2 separate regions of the Anser cygnoides genome follow, and region 2 is linked to region 1. A link is a contact called in public Hi-C data. All regions are on one chromosome and are shown on one strand. Each heading gives the region's core, a stretch centred on a gene start, on an enhancer-like site or on the middle of the called end of the contact. The rest is flanking DNA. Distances are from core to core; before and after follow the strand shown. Region 1 overlaps VAV2 (vav guanine nucleotide exchange factor 2). Region 2 holds the start of ADAMTS13 (ADAM metallopeptidase with thrombospondin type 1 motif 13).

Region 1 (6,186 bases), core at 2,337-4,836:
GTAATTAGAACAATGTTATGAAAAAAGGCAAGGGGGCGGGCGGGAGGCAGCACACACTGGGGTTTGGCCGATGGAGGAAGCGGGCTGAGCAAACAGAGCGAAGCGAGGCCCCTGGGCAAGGGCCCTTCACAGGGCTCCCCGCGGGCTGGAGTTAAGCCAGTTGTTTATCTACTTCCCAACTGCAGCTTTTTCTACGCGTGCATGTTTTGTAAGGCAAGTTTTGTACTTAGATCAAACGTGGGCTGCTGACCCTGACCCAGCTTTCTTCTCTACCTCGAAAACACCACCCAGGGCAATGGCTTTTCCCGACACATTCAGTTCAAGGTCCTACCACAGAATCGCCCAGCGACTAATAAATCTTTGTGCATGATCTAAGACATCAGAAACATCTAATCCCACTGACAGCCTGCTCTCAAAATCAGATTCCCTCGGAGAAGCTGTCATCTAAGGTCTCCAAAATCAGAACGCCCCAAGTGGCTGCGTTAGCTGAAAATGCTGGATGGGAAGCTAACTTAAAGCATCTCCCACACCGGGATCAAACATCCCAGCTGAAAAAATGAAACCAAACTGAACAAACCCACGTGCTGGTGGATCTGCCCCTAACGTCTGAGGAACTGGTGGGCTCCATTCGCTGCTGCTCCCCAGGGTCCCACATCGCGTGCCCATAGACAGAGCCCTCACAGCCAACTTGGCCGTGTTAGTTCCAGAAGCCAGTTTTGTTTGTTTTGTTTTACTGTGCGAGTCCAGCATCTGCAAAGGCTGCCTTGGAGCAGGACTGCCACACGGTGTGCAGGACACACCGCCGCTGTACAATGGTTATTCAGACTCGTAGGAAAGCGGGACTCGGGCAGTTCAACTCCCATCTGCAACGAACTGTGATCTCAGCTCTGCTGAGAGCACAGAGGTCCTTTTGATAAATCCCTACATACAAGGACTACAGCACCATTTCAGCATGAGAGAAATATATTCAACTTTTCCAATAATCTTTACAGTCCGCTGGCCTGGAAGACTGGGTTTCTCTTCCCCACTGCAGGGCTGCACCCACCGGACTCGGGCACACCACGGGGACGGAGGGGAGCGATGCTCCGAGGCCGCTGCCTCTCACCCTGCCTCTCCAAGCACTTCTCGCACATCAGTGCTCCCAGCACTGTCTTTGGTGGCTTTGTGTTTGCATGCACCCAGAGGAGGCCGAAGAGCCAGAGGAACACCCCCACTGTCACACGTGCTCGGGAGCCTCCTGGGACCCCCACCTCTGCACACGAGTAGCACCTACACTGAGGGGTCTGCTTACTGGGAGAGGGCTTTTCTCATTTTTTTCCCTCTTAAGAAAACTCAGTTTTCTTTGTCAAAACACCACTTTTACATCTGGTCTCTCCAGAGGCGTATTTTAAGTTAGACACGCAAAACGAAGTGAGACAGGAGTACACCTTTAACCGTACGATATTCATTATTCGCTGTGGGACGTTCGCTGCATCCTCAAAGACCATACAATGCAAATATCTGTGCGGCTGTCTCCCTACCCATATGAGTAATTCACCTGTCTTCAGCGAGAGGCTCTTAAAGGCTGGGGGGCTGCACCAGACCGGGGCCCACAACTGCTGGGCCTCCGTCACTGCCCCCTGGCACCACTCTGCAGGGCCCGGGCCTACTGCTGCTTCTTGGGCCACATCTGCACCGACTCAGAACCCAGATATCGTACAAGTTCTCCTCACTGCTGAGCCCCTCTGTGGCCTTCAAGTTAGACACAAGCTCCAGAGCTGCCTGAAGTCAGGGAGATCCCGAAGGTGGCAAGCACAGGAGATGGAGACGAGCTCTGCCACGCAGCAGAGGTCACAGAGAAGGTGCTGGACACCAGCAGCAGTGTCAGCAGTGAGGCACCAAGATGAAGCCTTGCCCTAGGATTAGGGAGGGAAGCACCACTCCCAAAGTCCCAGAAGAACATACACAGTGCTGGCTCCGATCTGCCTTACTTCCACAGCCCATTTGCATTTAGCTCCTTCCCCTGAACCACCTTTTTCAAAACTTCAGTAACAGGCTGTGAAATCCCCACCATCTGTTAGCCAGGGAAAAATCTCCACCGCAGCTCCATCAGCCTCTCCCACACAAGCCTTATTCATTAGGAGGAATGACTGCAAACATTTACCAAGTCCATGCTGGCTCAGAAATTCCTGAAGTTACTAACAACAGGCTTGGGATAGGGAACTTTGACAAACGCCCCTAAATAGAGTGTGCCCACATCGTTAGCTTTACCCAGGGTGCATTAAGGCTGCTTTCTTGCTACCGCGATTATGCTTTAATATGTAATTAGTAGGAAGAAAACGATGTTGAAGAGGAGAACGCCTCACTTACACACACGCCATTAAGACTGAGAGTATAAATGAGTGAGCTGCGGCATCACCATCTGAGGCTCATTAACTCAATCTGCAAAGCATCGAGGGCTGGCAAGCGCTGCCGTCCGGCTGCAGGTACAGCAAAAAACTGCACATCGACACTGGTGGCAGGCACCGTGCCTCCCTGCCTCTTCCTTGCCTAGCTCAAAACCTGGCAAAGTCGGGAAGGGCTGGGAAACGCAGAGGCACTTGTCCCCAGGAAGAACGCACCAGCTTTCCCAGCAGGGAAACGATAGTTAGGAACATCACACAGCCCATGCAGGTGGCTTTCACACGTCTCCGTGATCCTGGCTTCACCTGCGATGCTCAGGGAAGCTATTTAAAACCCATCCAAAGGAAACTGTTCCCCGCCAGCACTGCAGATCCAAGCCACCTGATCCCGTGTCACTGCCCCGATGCACCCCGTGCAGCCCATGCGAGTCTGGAACAACCATCATACCAAGCTCTCCAGCCCCCCCAGCCCTGCACACCCAGCTGGAGCGGGCAGGGGAATCACCCGGAGGAATCCTGAAAGTACAGGGCGGTTTTGAAGAAATAACTCATTTCTGAAGGAAAAGGGAAAAAAAAAAAGTCTGGAAGCGCTCCAAGAACAAACAAGCAGCCCATTTTGAAAGAGTGGAACAAAACAGTCTGAGATGCCTTTTTTTTTTTTTTTTTTTAAATTCTCTTGAACAAGGCGGGGATGGAAAGGAGAAACCTCATCACCAGCGAGCTGTGGCACGAGGGCAGCCCTCGTGCACGGAGCTGCTCCTGCCAGCAGCAGCACCCCCAAGTCACGGCCTCAGCACCGTAAAGCCCCTTAAATCAGGAGATGGCAGGAGACCTGGGTGTTAATAGCAAACCTCACCGAAACCACGCTCTGCTGAGGAGCCGAGGTTTCAACACACCATTTTTCTGCCCCCACTTTGAGCAATGTTTATTTGCCGTGAAACATTAACATTTCGCTTCGATACGTGACTGCCCGAATGCAAAGTGTCAATGCAGGAGGAGGCTGACCGGGCCAAATCGGGTCCCCCCGTGCGCCCCAGCCCTGTCCCCTTCTCCCAGGATGGGCTGGGGAATGGGCACCAGGCTCCCCGGCTCCATCCCAGCATCAGGGTGCCTGTTTTGGGGCACGATGCTTTGATACGCTAACTTGTACCCGCTCTTCTTTGCCCCAGGAGGAATCGGTTTGCTGCAGAGGCTTTTTTCTCCCCTTTTCCTTTAATCTGCTTCACAGGGTAGATGCTGAGCAGAATTACCCTGAGCACTGGGGTTTGAGAAGTTCGGTCATGGCAGTGCTTTCAGGCTGAGAGTTTCGCTTTTTGCACATTCTGCTAAAACATGGTTACACCCACACGTTAATCTGTTTCAAGAAATGTTAATTATTCTTCATAACCGAAGCATTTGGCCTTGAGACAGTTTCATTATCAGACGCTGTAACTTCGACAGGCTAGGAAATCTGGGGAAGATTTTAATGAAGAAACAGAAGATCCCTGGCTCGTTACAGAATAAAAACCTCCTTTTATTCCGAGATTGCTTTAAATGACATTACACGGGATGTGTTTCCTTCCTTTCCCAAAGCACAAGCATGCTGAACGGTTGAGCTCAAGTGATGCCAGATGCACTAACGGAGCGCTGAGGCACCGAAGGACTGACTCTGCCTGTTGACACCTTTCAGTCGTGGTGACCATGACCAAATCATTAAGTCACAAACGCCTGATAATGTAATAAAAAAAAAAAAAAACAACATCTTGTGGGGTCCAAAAGCAGCCAGGCATTTTTCAACCAACAGACAAAAGCTGTAGGGTCACAGAAGAGAGACGGACTGCACCCCTTCCCCTTTTTAGAGGCACAGACCAGTGAATGTTTTACTGCTCTCAGGTTCCCCACCCCCCGATCTTGTCTAATATGACTACAAGAAGAGCTCAGCCAGATCACGGAAGTGCAAGAAAATCAATTTCATACACATTAAGAATACGTGTTTACCCACGTCCTGATCGATACCTCCGGCTCCCTGCACATTACAACACTTCGGTTGCAGTTTGAGGCCCAACAGCACCGTTCTCCCATGCAGACTATGGGAGTTAGGAAAGATCCTGTCCGTGCTTGTTTGATCTGAAACATAATACCCCTTAATGTGACCCCTTGGAAAAATACTGGGGAAAGCAGCCAAGAGGGGAGGAAAAAAAAAGAAAAGCAAAGCTTCCCAGAATGAACATTTCTGGCTCTTTCAGTTCCACGGCGGAGCTGTGCATCTATAAACAGTGCTGATTTGCAAGTAGGAGAGGGAGGAAAAGGAGAAAGGAGAAGGAGAAAGCAGAGATAGCCGGCCACCTCGCAGCTAAAAGCTCTGCTTTTTAAGCAGCCTCTCCTCCGGCCCAGCCAGGGACAGGAGGGGACAGCAGAGGGCACAGCTCAGCACCCAGCTTCCTGGGCTGGTGACACCCAGGTGTTTCACTTTAGGGTGCAGTAGGAGACCAACTGCTTTTACCAGCAGCTTGGTGCATGTGCATGATTTGAGGCCCCGGTGCTGTCACTGGACCCTGAAGACCACAAAGTAAACCAGCGTGGTCCTTTTGGTTGCAAACTGCGGCAGCCTGCTAGGAGATTTTTAATCCACCAGTTACTTCAGGGCAATGTTAACAGGAGACCAGGGGGAAGTTTTCAGGATTTGGACCCTAAAAACATACACGATGTGTGGCAACACCCCCTGCATCTCCTACAGCAAACACCGCGCCGTAACAGGCCGGTGCACGGCACAGCAGAAAGCACCGCCTGCTGCACGCTTGGCTAGCCACAGAAATCTGCAATTCATTTGCCCCGTGCTTTAGAGAAGTTCAGCATCAGGGTTTCCTGTGCTTGCTTTTAGCGTTCTGGCTGAAAACATCTGCGGGACGCACCGCACCTGCTAACCCAGCCTGCCGCCGCCCCCTCCCTGCATCCTGCAGCCGGGTGCCCCCCGACAGCATTGCCCTGGGCACGGCTGGCCCCGAGCTTGGGTGCCCTGACACAAAAGCAACACCCGACCCAAATGGACCCACAAGCTTGCAAAAAAAAAAAAAAGGGGGGGGAAGAAAACCAAACCATCCTCTTCCAGTCTGCTTTTGCCATTTGTAGAGTTCATGGTGATATCCTGCACGATTCCAGCTACTTGGAACACGGGTGGCCAAAAGTCAGCCAGCATAACCCCAGCTGAACAGCGTGCCAGCCTGCACGGGAGGGCCAAATGCCACCCGCAGCTCCTGCGAGCAGCCAGGGATATCATCAGTCTGAGAGCCGCAGCAGGCTGCCTGCTTCTGCCAGGGCTGCTTCTCCCTGCAGCAAGGACCTGCAGCCCCCAAGGGGCTGGGCAAAATCCCCCCGAGCAGCATCCACGCCGCACGTGAATTTTCAGCTTGTTGGTAAAGCTCTTCGGTCACTTCTGAAAAGCGCAACAGCTTCAAAATAGAAAAATCAGATGCAATTAAAGCAAAATGTTGCCCTGCTGGAGCTAGCCAGAGCTTGGCTGCTCTGCACAGGCACACGAAGGGGAGCAGAGGCTGGGGACGCAGCCGCGGCTCCTGCTCCTCTGGGACAACGTCACTGTAAGCACCGGGCTGGCAAGGAGTTAAGCGGGTTCCTGGTTTCTTGCATGCAGTCACACACACACACATCTTTTTGCAAGGCAGTTATTCTACTACTCCCTTGGGAATTAAAAAAAAAAAATACACACGCCCTTCTTCTGGAGAAGGCTCCTCACTTCCCTCCCCACCCGCTGCACACGCATCTTGTGAGTTATACGGCAATTGGAAGCAGTTTCGCCTCCGATAGGATC
Region 2 (6,605 bases), core at 2,911-5,410, 260 kb before region 1:
ATGACGTAGTATCTTGGAGGTACCTTCAAAATTTGCTCTGCTTTTTCAGTTCATTCCTCTGTTGTACCTCCATTTTTTCAGTGGATAAGAGAGTATCTGCTGAGAATAGGCTCTTGCTATTTTATCTAACCTGTCATAGGTGTAGAATGCTGCTCTTAAAGTAAGCAGTTGATACTTGGGATTTTACTTTTTCTTTAATAAGGATCTTAAAATAGTAAGAATTAATATTTAAACAAAATATAGTTGACTTGTGCACAATAAGTTTATGAAAGTAAGGAAATAATCCAAATGATATCAGGCACATAACAGTACACAAGCTTAGATGGCAATCTTAGTATGTGATGGTGTCCAAGCAGAGCTTGCTAACTTTCGAGAGGACAGAATGAAGCTGCAGGATTCTCAGCTGAATCCTGATCCTAGAGCTAATGTGTACTATCTTACTGATCTACCCTAAAATGTACGTTCTGATGAGATACATACCGAGCTGTGCTCTGATGTCTGCACTTGAACATTTAGCAGTCTTTCACAGAGCAGCTTCAATGATGGCCGTGCAGACTGGAAATAAAAAAGATTGAATCATGCTGTCTCACACTGCTTGAAATATATAGATACGCGTATACATACAGCTTCTGTTGGTGAACTAGCAAGGAGAATTTACAAGGATTATGCACGTTTGCATGCACTGCTAAGAGGGTTTTCTATGTATTACCATAACCCTAAGACTTATGTTTGGGGTGTTTTATTGTGAGAAACAAACTAAGTATATAGTTATGAAACTTAAAATATCGCCCTATAATCTGAACCTTTACTCCTGCAGTCTCAGTAGAAATTTGAAACCATCTGTATTTTTTTATATCCTTGTACAAATTATACTATTAAGAGGGATCATCACATAAGCCCTACTGTAATTAGAACTGTACCATCTTATGTTGCTATCCAGAAAAGTGTTATGAAGACCATGCAAGTGGTAAAGAATGGGAGAGCCACTGAATTTTGTCTACAGGTATTACTGGTAATGTCTGTAATGCACTAAGTGACATTGCTGTATTTCAAACACTAAGTAACCATTCAATTAGACTTGTTTCAGGTAGTAAAGAGAAACAGAAGCAAGTGGGGCAACCTAGAAGCTGGGATTCAGCAGCCCAGGAGTCAATTAATCAAGGTGTTCCTTCACATCAGTTTCTTACCTTGACTCTCTGTCTGAAAGGTTTATATTTTTGTGTGTCACGCATTTTCTTCTTAGGATGATCGAGAAATAGGACCTGAAAGAAATTGTATTTCTGGGCTAATGAGTGCTGTTACATGGAAAGTAACCAAACTGTTGAGCTTTGGAGGCTAAGCAAAGCATGCAAAGGTTTCTTTCATTATGGTGTTTCTTCTCTGGCTCTTTAGTAGCCAAATCAGTGCTATTAAGTCAGCGTGGAAGTTGAAGTCAATAGTGTAAGTGAATAGGGCTATACCTGGTGCAGTGTATAAGGACATGAAACTGAGCTAACAACTATAAAGCTGTCGTTTCTAGGAGTTCAGGTGTGTTCATCTGACTAATCTAGGAAGATATATTAGAAAGTTAATCAATTTTCAGTGTTTGGAGCCTTATCTTCAAAGTAAGAAATTTGCAGCCACGTACCTTTAGGTCATTGTGTAAAGCATGCCCAACTAAAATCCTTCCATTCAAGATATCAGCAACCTCCTTCTGAACTGTTTTAAAATCTTCACCTAAAAACACCACACAATTAGACCACCTTCTGTTAGACACCTAAGACACTAAGCAAGCTACAATTAAAACACTGCATCTTTTTTTGTGAAGGCAATTGTATCTTTGGGACTGTAGTTATATGAATTTGTATTTGACACTGAATCTTCTTGCCATGAAGAGCACAACACTAAAAGGAAATCAACTTACATATTATTCGCACACCATAATTAACAAGTGAATTTCATCTGGGATATCAGTGACCATTCTGTAAAAAAGTTCTTCTTCCCACATTTTTTCCTAGCATTCAGACTAGATTTTATTTTCCATTTTTTCAAATTAGGTCTAAAACTTTTTCAAGCTCAGCCAATGAGGCTTTTGTGGTAGCATGTTAAAATTGCCTTCCTTAAAGGACAGGTTTGGGAAAAAACTCCTACCTGTCTTTACGTTCTCAGGACGTATGCCACTAACAGCAGTTCTGTAATCCGTCACCTCTTCTGTAGGTTTGACATACTTATCGTAAACGCACTTTCCAAACTGGTTCACAATGGACACTCGAGCCACAATACTGTCTTCACCCTTTGGTCCCACTCCCACCATCTCACAGTCCATGGCTACTGTTCTTGTCAGCCTGAAAAGAAAAAAGGACAGCTTGGTGACACACCTGTTACAAGGACCGCACAGTGAAGTTCGCAAGGTGCACACATTTTCATGGAGAGAACTCAGCAGTATGACTGTCAGCAGACCCAGGGGGATGTCAGCTTACATGCTGCATCTACAAATCAGAGTTATCAGAAAAATCTTGATGCTTCTGCTGTCATGCTTCCCACTGGAATGCCACTCACCCATCAGAAGATTTTTCTTTAACCAGCACCCGCTCCACAGACTGTTCGGATCGGCCTGTTTTAAGTCCCAGTTTTCTTCTAGCAACTTCTGCTGCTTCAGGTCCTATTGCTGCTTCAATATCTTTTGGATCAACATCATCAAACCAGATGTCAGCCCTGGTAAGTACAAATTTAATTACATTAAATAGTTTTAAAGTGGTTTTCCATCTTTATAGTGTAGGAAAAGCAGATTTATTTTTAAATCAAGAAATCAGCTCTGAAAAGTAGTCTAGTACTGTCATCTATGCAAGTTTGTTGCCTTATCCGAGGAGGGGCACTGTTCATCTTACTTCTCCCAAAATATAGTCTGGAAGAGTGCAGCTATTTCAAATGTAATACCCTGTACTCCTTACATACACCTCCTAAAATAAACATTCAAATACATGCATGATGCCTGAAGTACTCACTCTTTGGGCTGCTGCTCCACAGCTTCAGCTTTCCTCTTCTTATGTTTTACATCACCCTTCTCCTTTTCAATATTGCCATTCTTCCTTTTTTCCTTGCAGCTTTTTCCATTGCTTTTGGTGCCGTTTAAATTCTTGTCCGTTGCAACCTTCTTGGATTTTGGCTTAGCCAAAGGAGGATTGTCTTTCGCAGAACTGTTGTCCGTTTTATTTGTGGATTTGGGCTTTAAATTCTTGTCCGCTGCAACCGCCTTGGATTTTTTCTTATCCAAAGGAGGACCGTCTTTAGCAGGACCATCTTCCTTTTTGTTTGCGGATTTGGGCTTTGCCACGTTCTCATTCCCTTTGCTAACTGGAACTTGTTGGCTGGTCCCCTCTTTGAGCGGATGCTTCTTTTTGGTGTGTGTTTGACATGCAGAGTGGGACTCATCCGAGTTATTTGCCTTTTGTTTCAGTAGCTAAAATGACCAAAAGAAAAAAAAAAAAGAAAAAAAGATTATCTCCCTTCAATTCTACCCTGCTGTCATTTGTTAGAGTACTCCACACAATACCTCAGCGTGAAGCTGACCAGGGCTCTCTTATCTGGCTGAAGGGGCATTACTGCAACGGCATCTCCCAGACCCCTGCGCGTTATTTTAACACGAAACCATGTTTTTTAATTACTATACGCGGTGTGGAACTGTACTAGCAAGGAAAACGACAGCATCCCTGGCCTGGCGGCTCGCCCTCACCTCCTGCAGCGCCTTCCAGTTGGCGGAGAACTCCTGGGGGCTGCGGGGCAGGGCCGTCGCCATCTTAGGGCCCTGCGGGGCGGCAGGCTCCGCGGGGCGCCGCCAGAATTTCTTCCTCTTGCCTTTCCCGCGGGCCCCGGGGCTCGGCCCCGCAGCCCCGGGCTCCGCGGGGCCCCGTTTTGCCATGTGGGGACGGGGAACGGGAATCGAAAGGGCCGCGGCCGCCGTTTCCTCAGCGCCTCGCAGCAGCGGCCCGCCGGGGAACGCAGCCCCGCGCTGCGGTTCCGGGCGCCGGGGCCGGGCCTGCGCTGGCGGCCCCTGGCGGCTGCGGGAGCGGCCGGCGCTGAGCCGCCCGTGGGGCGAGCCCTGAGGAGGGGGGAGTCTGGGGCTGGGGTTTGAATAAAGCTGGGGCTTCAATAAAGCTGGGGTTTCAATAAAGCTGGGGCTTTCACGAGGGTATTGTTTGTGTGCTTGGGGGGCAGGTCCCGCGGGCTGGCGGCACCCCGAGGGCTGACCCGAGGTCCTGCTTTAGACGCGGGTGGCAGACCCTGCTGTGTGTGCCCTGTGTGGCCGCCATCAGGGCCTGGCTCGTGGTTTCGAGGTGCTGCGTCTTGCCATGCCTCACGGTCTGTCCAAGTCCACCTGTGAGGCTCCAGCATGGTCGAGGTGCAGGGAGCAGCAATGCACAGGTTGAACAAATTGGAGCCCAGTTCCGCCCCCCCACCCTGCAAATTGTGCCTTGTTTATTTGGCTGCTAAAACTGGCCCAAAGCTCCTCTTATGGCTGTGCTCTTTGGCTGTAATAAAGCTGCAAACGTTGCGCAAAAGCTCTGCCCCTACAGCTGTTCCTGTAAAACCTCCTGCAGCAGTTCAATTCCCCCTCGACTGTCCCTCTCTGCAGAAGATCAACTCTCCTGTTTGTTTAAACTGTGTATTCTTCACTTCCGTTCCACGTGATGCCTCGGGCTAAACATTTTAATCACCCTTGGGCCAGAGTTTACTCTGCAGCACTGGTTGCAATTCTTCCAGCATGATCATCAGCTTGATGATCCGAGCTCTCATGATGTTCCCTCTGGGATTTTGTTGGCCATCCATTCTCCAAGAGGTAAGTTTGACCTCCAGAAAATGCAGTTTCCAGGAAGCCTTTTTTATTTCTAGGAAAAAAAAAAAAAAAAGGAGAGAAAACACAATGTGTTCTAAGCCAAAATGTATCAAACCTCACTAATCAAGAAGATAAAGTTATTTCCTCTGGGTGGCCATTGTGCAGCATATGCTCAGTGCAAAATAAAACCATTAGAACTTGGCATCGATACTTGTTGAATTGTTTGCTGATGTTCCTTCTAGGTTAGGTTCAGTTAAATAATAGTCTTGTATCCATTTGTTTTTCTTTAAAAAAATAAAGTAAAGCCATTCTTCTTCTTGCAGAAATTTCTCAGAGCTTTGGATCCGGAAGATATTTTCTCTTATTTTGGAACCAGCTCAGTGTCTGATGGTATGCAGAGCTCCTTCCTTCTTGATGTTGGAACACATTTGTCAGTTTATTTCTAATCCCGTACATTTGATAATGCTAAGAACGCTTATTAACTAACTCTGTTCTGACAAGCATTTAGCATTTCTGAGTTGCATTACTCAGTGAGGTAATCTGTGTCTCAGTGTGTTGAAGAACTGGGTCAGTATTTAAAATCTCCTAAAGGAGATACAATAAATCTTTTTACGCATTTCTGCTACAGTCCTCGTTCTCTGTATTGATATATTTCTACGAGATTAACGCATCCAAGTCATCTGAATGGGAAGCTATAAACTAAGAATAGCTTTAAATGCACTTGTTATTTTTTTTAAATAAACAGATGGAGAGACTAGCACTCTAGGTCTGGATTGGTGGTAGTTCAGAATAAAGATACATTTTGAACTCCCAAATTCTTGAAGCAAGGATGTTGTTGACTTGTGAGTTCATCTAGCGCACTTTCCAGTGTCTCTGTTTGGGTTATGATTATTCTCACTCAGTAATGCTTAACATCTGAGGAAGTAAAACTGTCTCAGCCTTTGTCAAATGAGCCGTTCTCCTTAACAAGGGAGCAGAAGCACAGATAAGTCAGAAGCTAGTTTCAGAGCTGTTGTCTGTTCCCGGTCAGAGTACCCTGCTTTGGAATAGTTGAACGCACAGAAGTTCTTTGACTATTGGCAAAGTGACCTCAAAAGGCACAGTTGTCAGTTGGAGAATAATTTTTTGCAAGGATACAAATTATTATATTTGTTTTCCATGTATCATCATTTCTTATAACCGTTCCCCTTGTTCTGGTTTTGTTTCGTTTCTTTCAGTACCCGAGTTTGTGGTTGCTCAGCCAAGTTGCCCTTGTAAAGAAGAGCACATTGGGCTGACATGTCGAATTCAACATTGCTCCATTAAAGCTTGGGGAGAAGTCTATGCCTTTGAATTTCTAGAGGACCATGCCCTCGTTTCTTCTTCCTTTGTGATCAATCAAATGGTGAACTCTTCTTTTAGCATACTGAAGCAATTCTCAGGCAACTGCTTTGCAGGTGGAAAGCCATCACTACCTCCTGGGGCTGAGTGTAGAGTCACTTACTGTGAAGGGCAGCTGGTGAGTATGCACTGAACTTGTCAGCTTTTCTTACAAGTATTTACAGCCTTTGCAGGTTTGCAGCTTGATGCCCCACACATGTGTGAACCATCCATTTAATAAATCTGAGCATTACAAATGAGAAGCAGGAAGGACATGATAAGAGTTCTCCATTGTAGTAAATGTCTGGAATAACTCAGAGATGGAATTTCATTTCCTTTAGCAAGGAGTCGTCATTACAGATGAAGAAAAGATTCATATCAGGCCTGTCAGAAACAAAGATATGGCCCTGCTGAAGGATCTTGGCTTCTCCAG

What was found. Hi-C and Micro-C count contacts between places; a contact is called where the count stands out from the background.
Region 2: a Hi-C map of liver shows a contact between it and region 1, with 12 times the contacts expected there. The contact joins the promoter of ADAMTS13 here to the enhancer-like site in region 1. A contact is called at or near these places in 2 of 7 Hi-C or Micro-C datasets (both in liver).

Annotation. Positions count from the first base shown.
Region 1 is chr20:4,203,436-4,209,621 of Taihu_goose_T2T_genome, reverse strand. The region is part of intron 2 of VAV2 (vav guanine nucleotide exchange factor 2); the gene reads right to left. Among named protein-coding and RNA genes, the nearest start is that of VAV2, 38 kb to the right of the region's middle. Within about 2 kb of position 3,586, at least 1 of the 3 cell types and tissues checked has open chromatin away from gene starts, as enhancers often do. A contact at or near this core is called in liver, where this site is marked.
Region 2 is chr20:4,462,346-4,468,950 of Taihu_goose_T2T_genome, reverse strand. It overlaps ADAMTS13 (ADAM metallopeptidase with thrombospondin type 1 motif 13), which reads left to right and starts at 4,160. Exons shown (of 29, transcript XM_066980650.1): 1 at 4,160-4,816; 2 at 5,137-5,203; 3 at 6,031-6,311; 4 at 6,514-6,605. The coding sequence starts at 4,742. REXO4 (REX4 homolog, 3'-5' exonuclease) reads right to left here and starts at 4,013. Exons shown (of 8, transcript XM_013193976.3): 1 at 3,713-4,013; 2 at 2,985-3,439; 3 at 2,539-2,694; 4 at 2,131-2,324; 5 at 1,628-1,716; 6 at 1,188-1,262; 7 at 481-555. The coding sequence starts at 3,898. STKLD1 (serine/threonine kinase like domain containing 1) reads left to right here. Exons shown (of 20, transcript XM_066980675.1): 20 at 1-580.